2 separate regions of the Zea mays genome follow, and region 2 is linked to region 1. Evidence: chromatin contacts called from public Hi-C data. All regions are on one chromosome and are shown on one strand. The core of a region is the stretch at or near the end of the contact, and the rest is flanking DNA. Distances in the headings are between cores, read along the strand shown. Region 1 holds the start of LOC100193491. Region 2 has its middle 120 kb from the start of LOC542562.

Region 1 (4,231 bases), core at 508-3,007:
GACACAGCACGGGAGGGCGGGGGGGTATCCAGATAGCAGCGAGTGGTCAGACATTAAAAAAATTAATGGATATCTGAAGATATCCAGGTAAAAAAATTGTGACTGCATTTCACAAGGCAACTCCAATTTGTCTCCCAAGCATTCCAGTGGAAAATTGTAGTACTTCAGAACGAGTCTTAAGTACAGTAGACAGTAGCTAATATGTGTTTGCAGATGCAGGCTGCAGCACTTTATGTCCTCTAAATATGACCTAAGAATCCAGTTGGGAACCAACTGCAGTAGAGGTGTACCATCAACTAGCTACAACAGTAATGTACCGTCTCGGATAAAGTTAAGCATACCACAGCACCAGTGTTCATGTGGCTGATGTCGGCTGTGACACCAGGTGCGTTGACGACATCGTATAGATGGAGCACCGAAACAAGAGGGTTCATCTTCATCAATAGCGCAAGTGGCTGCCCAATCCCACCTGCTGCACCCAAGATCGCGACTTTGAAGCCTGGCGCCGCACCTTTTGCACGGCAATTGGATCCCCTCAAGAGGGGAACATCTTCCATCTTCAAAACAAAGCAACATAAGAAAATTTAGCAGATATGAAAAGTAGAGCCCAGAGTGCATTTTTAGTCTGAATAAGGTGGGAACCCATCACCCATCAGTGTGACTAGTTTGGAGAAGATTCTAAAATCCCTAGACAGGTCGTTGGCAACCAATTTAAAAGGTTCCAAAAAGGATGAGGAGGAAGCTTTTGTGTTTGTCACTAGATCCACGTGACGTTCTGTTAAAACCATGTCACATGTGGTTTACAAAGGTAGGTGTCGTCATTCAAGTATCAGAAAGTAAGGAACGAAACCTAGAACTCTAAGAGACTCGATCGGATTCCGGTACTTGACAGAATTGCGCACATTTAGGCGCACAAACTACTTTCCAGGTGCAGTTCAGTAAAATGCGAGAGCGATACTACCACCACGCACAATGCAGTAAATATATGTAGCTGTCCGGTCAACATTTGGCAGTGGATACATTCAGGAACAGGAATTGAATCAGCAATCCCCATACAAAACAATTCGGCCGTTGGTACTGGTAGGCATGCACAACCCGATCCACGATCCAAGACAGTGGTGGCACTGGAAGTTAATATGGTTATACGGCTCCCATCCCATCAGGACCAAAGGAGCCTCCTTTGATGCCAAGGTCCTGCTTTGGGCGAGCCCGCGCTGCGGCGAAGGATCCCCTTGACCTTTGGGGCTCGAATTCACTGGCGTTCGAGTCGAGAGACGGGAGGGCGGGCGGGCGGCGGCGAAGCGAATCCAAGCGAACCGCCGCCGTCCCCTGTTACGGAGGTCGTCGAACTAAACGAGCCGGAAAGGTGGAAGAGGGAGGGGGGAGCGCGGTGTCTGACCTGAGGGTGAGAGACGGAGGGATGGCGCAGGTGGGAGGCGAGCGTGGCCATCCGCCTGGCCGCCGGCCCTTGCTGCTGCTGACCCATGGTTGCGCCCTGGCGTTGCAGAAACAAGAGTTGGAAGGAGAGAGCAGGGAAAGGGGGGTAGGTCGTCGTAGGTATCGTTGCTTGTTATTCCCGCTAGCTTCGCGAGATGGGGACGGAGACGGAGGATGCGTGGACGTTTCCAAGGGAAGGGATAGACGGACCGTTGTGATGGGGTATGGCATTACCCGTATGGGCGTATGGGCAGGACGGCGGCCGGGCACGGAGTGCGAAGGGAAGAGGTGCCATGGGATCACGGCGATGACGATACAAGATGCTACTAGTCTTGGCCCTTCTCGTGAATAGAACAATCCTCTCGTAAAAGGGTGAATGGCGTACGGTACCACTCGAGTGTAGTTGGGCTTCCACAGAGGAACAATCCGATGGATCAAACAATTCCAAGGATCCATCCATATAAATGGGCTCCAATTGGCCCAGCAGGGATGAACCAAGCCGTACTTGCCTAGTGGCACGGCACACCGTCTTGCCTATTGACACTAGTAGTGGCTCATGCTCATTGGATGATGAAATTCAGAGCAGCAGTGAAAGGCGCTCTGCACGCCGGACGTTTGCTGTTCAGGCATATAACAAACCTCTTACTATATTTGATGCTGATGGGGTGGTGCCTTTTCCCTGGTCAAAGATCGATTAACATGTTGAGCTGGAGAGCTAGCTTACTGATTGGCTGGCCTGTGCCTACCCTATAATCCGCGGCGCCTGTCTCATTTCTGTTTCATTGTGCGTTGTTCTGAACATCAGCTAACATATATAAGGAAACACTACTGTAGTGCTATAACAGTAAGCTCCATATAATCATAATGCGTGCGCTGGGCCCTACATCCACAATACTATATTCATACGTGTGCGTATAACAAGCCATATAACTCTCGTTGTGTTTCTTTCTTGTGTCGTGAGTTCATTGCGATTGGTTTGGTCGTCACCGACAGCAACTCGTCAGCTCTCCTATTAGGCGACGCAAAAGGAGCTGCCGGGCATGGCTTACTCTTGTTATACTACTTGAATCACGTTCTTCGCCGCTTATTTTACACTCGGCAAGACGTTGCCAAGTGTTCATTTTACACTTGGCAAGACGTTGTCAAATGTTACACTCAGCAAATAATGCTCGGCAAATAGTTCTTTGTCGAGTATTTTTTTCGGTAGCAAAACATTTTTTAAATTATATGAATAAATTTACATTTTTCATTATTATTTTGAATCAAATTTACATGTTTTGTAATGGTAAGATTCAAACTCGCAACCTCTCTCGCGCGCATACTCTCCTTTACCACTACAAGACTAAATCAATTATGTCTATATTATGTTTTCATTCCTCGTGTACTATAACAAACCGAGAGTAATTTAATTATTTAAGGTACTAAATGAATTAATTTGAAAATGTGACAACTATAAAGTTGCATAACTTTTCAAGATCTACAAGTTTTATTTTGATAGTTTCTACATCCGATGTTGTTTACAAAATTTAAATTTTAAATTTTAAAACTTCACACGAATTTTTCAATGATAAGATGATTTCAAATCAAAAAAGTGTCAATTACAAAGTTTAATTACATTTCAAGACCTACAAATTTTATTTTGGTAGTTTTTCCATCCGAGGTAATTTCAAAAATTCAAATTTTAAAATCCAAACATAGTTTTGCATGACAAGATGATTTCAAACCAAAACATTGTCAACTATAAAGTTTTATAATTCTTCAATACCTACAACTTTCATGTTGATGGTTTTTTTCGATGTCATTTTCAAAATTCAAAATTTAAAATTTTTAAATTCAGACGTAGTTTTAGTTGGCAAGATGACTTCAAATGAAAAGGTTGCCAACTACAAAATTCTATAACTTCTCAAGATCTACAAAGTTTATTTTGGTTGTTCGATCACTTGTTGATCTCACATGATGGTTCTAATAATATGCACAAATCTAATACATCTCTCTCGTAGTTTCATAAACTACGAGAGAGATAGGTTTTATAAATAAATTTACTTTTATTTTGTCATATGAAGAAATGTTCAAAATATAAATTGTACATCATGATGAGTTATACAAATTTATAGTTGAAATTTTTTTCATTTGAATTAATTTACTTCTTTAAAATGTGATTTTTAAATTGTCTTTGCCTAGTGTTGAAAAAAGCACTTGGCAAAGAGTTTCTTTGCCGAGTGTTTTCTTTTACCGAGGGTTTTTTGTTTGGCACTCGGTAAAGAGCTTCTTTGCCGAGTGCACGAAAAAAACACTCGGCAAAACATTTGGCACTCGACAAAGAGCCGAATTCCGGTAGTATTATGGCCGCGAGCTCTCTGTTGGTTGGTCGCCGGATTCTAGCAATGGATGCAGATCGGTTCTACGTAGATTCCATGTGTTCGAGTTTATGAAAAGAGAACGAACGGTACATTAAGAACTCTGATAAGGTAATATAAGTAATAGTTATGTATGTAGTTCTGTCGTTAAAGTTGCAAATGTATTATTAAGAATAAATCTATCGTGTTTATAAACTTCCTTTCTAGAAATTTGAACTAAAAAAGTTGGACCACATGAACCAAAGTGCTTTGTACAATATAGTTGAGGACATGTGCCCATTCATCTTGAAAAGAAGTCATTCCCACCCGCGAAGGGAACCAGTGTCTTAGCAAGACCAGCCCATACAGTGATAATAGAAAGTAGTAACTAAATTTTAGTCGAGATGGTTATTAGAGCAGAGGCAAAAAAATTTGATGTATATAATGTGTGATGTATA
Region 2 (3,767 bases), core at 981-3,480, 330 kb before region 1:
GACCTATATCTTATGCATTTTAATTCACAACGTGGAAACGTATGTCTAGTGTAATTGGATTGATCTGATGTTGTGGTGTGCTTGTGTGCAATGGTGAATTAATCACAATGTATAATGATCGTCGATGGGTAAGTCAGGTGAGTAGTGCCTTGATAGGTGTATATGTTAAACATAATTAAATAGATTCCACGTATGTGATGAGTAGTGGTCTTAAATATTGGTAAAATGTTCTGTTCATACGTTAAAAGGATGAAGTTAGTATTTTGTAGAATGCTCGCGTTCTATTTATATTATGGCTGGTTATGTTGGTACATACATAAGAATTAGATTGTCGTGATTATGATGATGACTTAATCGTAATATTATCTTGCGATACCCTTTGTGATACGCATTCATATGCATAATGCATTTCATTAGGTACGCTAGTTGATCGCGCGATGCGGAAGACGAACCAAGTCGACCCCAAGCGCGAGCTACTCCTGCATGGTGATGCTAATGGACGAACCTGCCTGAACAAATGCCAAGACAAAAGGATGGTCGTTAAGTGGTCGCCACCTAACAAACACTAATGTAGTGTTTATTCCAGGCAAGCCCTGGTGCATGCAACCCCTTCCTTGTGTTTTAAAATAATTTTTACACACTTTAAGTCTAGCGAAATGTGCATTAGGTTTATAGGAGTTGCTTGGAAAACCTTTGATGCACTGCCTACCTTGATATCCATACCTTTATAGATACTTCTGATGAAGTATCAAAATATGATTTACAAAAATGCTTATCCCTATTGAGATCTTGTGGATAAAGGTTGTCTTTTGCAATAAGGCCTAGCTTAGGGGTTATCCTGAGGAAGTATGACTTCTACCTGCAAGAATATTTTCATTGGGAGCGTGGTGGGATCTTACTGCAAAGTTCCCTATAATGCTCTTTTCATCCTAAGGAACACAAAACAATCCTAAGGATGGAAGTACTTAAATCGAGACTTGGGTTAGGAACAGGTGATGTTCTACCCAGGTTGATTAAGGATTATAGCGAATGTAGGCTTGATGATCGAGGACCTTTTAAATGGTCACATGCCTCATCATGGGTAAGCTTTGCCTCAGGCAAACTAATACCAGAATAAGATAATGTAATACCCAAAATGTATACAGGAATACTATATTGGATTTCCTTATTTTATGTGCCCTATCTGTATCATAAAAAGATCACACATATAATTAAGAGTGATTAGTTAGAAACAAATGATACAAAAAATAAAATAAAGTGCATCTTGTTGGAGTTTTATGTGTTTGTGCATTACATAAAATAATAAGGATAATAATAAGATAATAATTATAAAGGTTGGAAATAGAGAATTTATATAGAAAAACACTTACCAAACCACGGTAGTCGGCCCAGCCCTCCCTTGTACCGCGCAGCCCACTCCATATAGCAACCCATGATCACATGTAGTTTTTTTATCAATTCTTTAATCTCCTTGCCGGAGCCTGCGTCACCCTATCATCATAATGAGGTCAGCATGCAAGCCATCAGAAGTCCTCACGAAACGTGATCTAAGCTTCCTGGGTCGCTGCTTGTGGGTGTGGATTCAACAGAATCTCCTATTCTACGGCTGTAACAGACTCGCGCGTCAAACACGGATCACCTAGCCGCCCTCCCGTATCCAGCTGTTGGTTGTTACGCCAGCTATATGTATTCCCTGGTCAATACGTCGGAGTATATTAGGAGCCTGGTGCATGCTCCTGACCCATAGAGCCATAATCATCCTGAGAAGCCAAACACTACCGCCAATACAGAGAGAGAGATCGAGCCATAGATGCCACCAACGTGAACTGATATGGAGAGGTAATCATTGCAGCCGCCGCGCTTACCTCATGTTCTTGGCGCACCAAGGAAGAAAGCCGACCACGGGGTCGCTGCTGCGCTTGCAATCCAGCAAGGGAGGCGGTGTTCACTGTCGCACTCAGAAAGAGAGAGTACCGTGTGTGCGAAGAGATCGAGCGAGGCCGATTCCTCACCAGGCAGGAACTTCGACACCGAACAGACCACAACGCCAGAACCTTCGGTGAGAACCCCATCCATCTAGTTATACTTACTGCGCGTATCAAGTAGCACCTAGTTAATCTCGGATCCGTACACTAGGGCACTGGCGAGAATCCTGCCAATCATACACCGCTGCGGCCTCTACTCCGCTGTCCCTGGCCATCGTGAGGTAGAAGAAAGCCTAGGGACCGCAAATCCAGCTTTGGACGGTATAGATTAGTTTGGGCATATCCCTTTCGTTGTATTACATCAGAGTCGTTAGTTTTAGATCCGACCACCGTGGGGGAAACAATAGGCGTTGGCCGTTGATCGCTCTCTGGACGGCTCCGATTAGATCTGGATCTCATAAAACCGTAGCCGCCAATCTCAGATCGAGCGATCCTGGATGCGTACCGGTTCATTTTGGTTCGGATTTAATCTGGTGCGATCACATCTAATCCAACGGCCGAAATGGCTCTGTACCTCTTCGCTGCGTCAACCTTACAAAAGAGACCCTCTGTTTTTGTAAAACTAATCCACGGTCCAGACCAGTGGCGCGCTGTGTCTTGGCGATCTTGCGGGTTAGCCCTTGTATTTCCTGGTAAATGAGGCCCAGTCCAGAGCATTGTAAAATCAGAGAAATTAAATTTTAAATGGATTTTTAATATATAAATAAGTGCTAGAACTTATAAAATTGATAGAAAATTCATCCCTAGTCCAAATTACTTCATTCTAGTTTCTAAAATCTTGTAACATTATTCTATATCACTTAGAATCTTTGTTTTGACATGAAAACAGTAAGAAAATTAATTTCCCACTTAATCATATTTTAAGCACATAAAACCTTTGGAAATTCATATCTCAAAACCTATAATTCCAAAAATTATGATTTCTATTCCTAGGATTTTATTTTAATATGTAGATTATTATTATGTATTTTGTTTACATGTTTGGTGTGATGTTAATTTTCTCTATATATTGTGCTTGTTTGTATTGTGGCGAGTAGAAGAGCCTGTGACTGGGGATCCTGGTGACCAGCAGATAAAAGTAGCTGAGCAGGAGCTCATTGAAGGCAAGTTGTGCCCTTGATTCACTTTTGTTACCCAATAATGTTCTTTATAATCATTTACCATGCATAGGCTTAATTTTGATGGGACCCGATAGGTCACCCTAGATTGTTTATCCCTTTACCTTGTTACCCCTGAATCACTTGGGTAGTTTTGCTATTGCTTTACATGGTTTTGGGATAATATTTTATTATATCCATTTTCCAGTTATTTTGTTATGTTATTTATGTTCATGTCAAGATCATTAAATGTTAATTGGAACATGGAGCTTAACTTGAGAAACACGTGCCACCACAAGGGTTTAATGGGACGCCCTTGGCTGACTAATTAGGAAAGCTAGTGGAAGACTACCTTACCCGAAAGGGGCAAGGGCAGTAGGGGAGTGGTCAGTGTAGGGAGGTCCTTGGTTGATTTTGCTGCGATGGCGGTCAGACAAGAACCCTACATTGGAGCTTCCTATAAACTGTAGCGGGTTTTCGAAAGCTAGTGGAACTTTGTAAAGGCCTCGTAGTGGATCCCTAGCCATTCACCTCGGTAGTGTCTAAGGGCCTAGCTAACCCTGGCGACATGGGAAACACGACTTGTGGGTAAAGGGTACAACCTCTGCAGAGTGTAAAACTGGTATACTAGCCGAGCTCACGGTCATGAGCAGCTCAGGACTCTCTGATGACTAAATTATGGAAC

Evidence for each region. A called contact is a pair of places that touch in the nucleus more often than the background predicts.
Region 2: a Hi-C map of ear shows a contact between it and region 1, with 2.7 times the contacts expected there. The contact joins the enhancer-like site here to the promoter of LOC100193491 in region 1. A contact is called at or near these places in 3 of 25 Hi-C or Micro-C datasets (ear, leaf and tassel).

The regions. Positions count from the first base shown.
Region 1 is chr3:108,963,700-108,967,930 of Zm-B73-REFERENCE-NAM-5.0, reverse strand. LOC100193491 reads right to left here and starts at 1,757. Exons shown (of 9, transcript NM_001138605.2): 1 at 1,400-1,757; 2 at 342-557. The coding sequence starts at 1,486.
Region 2 is chr3:109,298,439-109,302,205 of Zm-B73-REFERENCE-NAM-5.0, reverse strand. No RefSeq gene overlaps it. Among protein-coding and RNA genes, the nearest start is that of LOC542562, 120 kb to the right of the region's middle. Within about 2 kb of position 2,230, at least 7 of the 20 cell types and tissues checked have an H3K27ac peak or open chromatin away from gene starts, as enhancers often do. A contact at or near this core is called in ear and leaf, where this site is marked.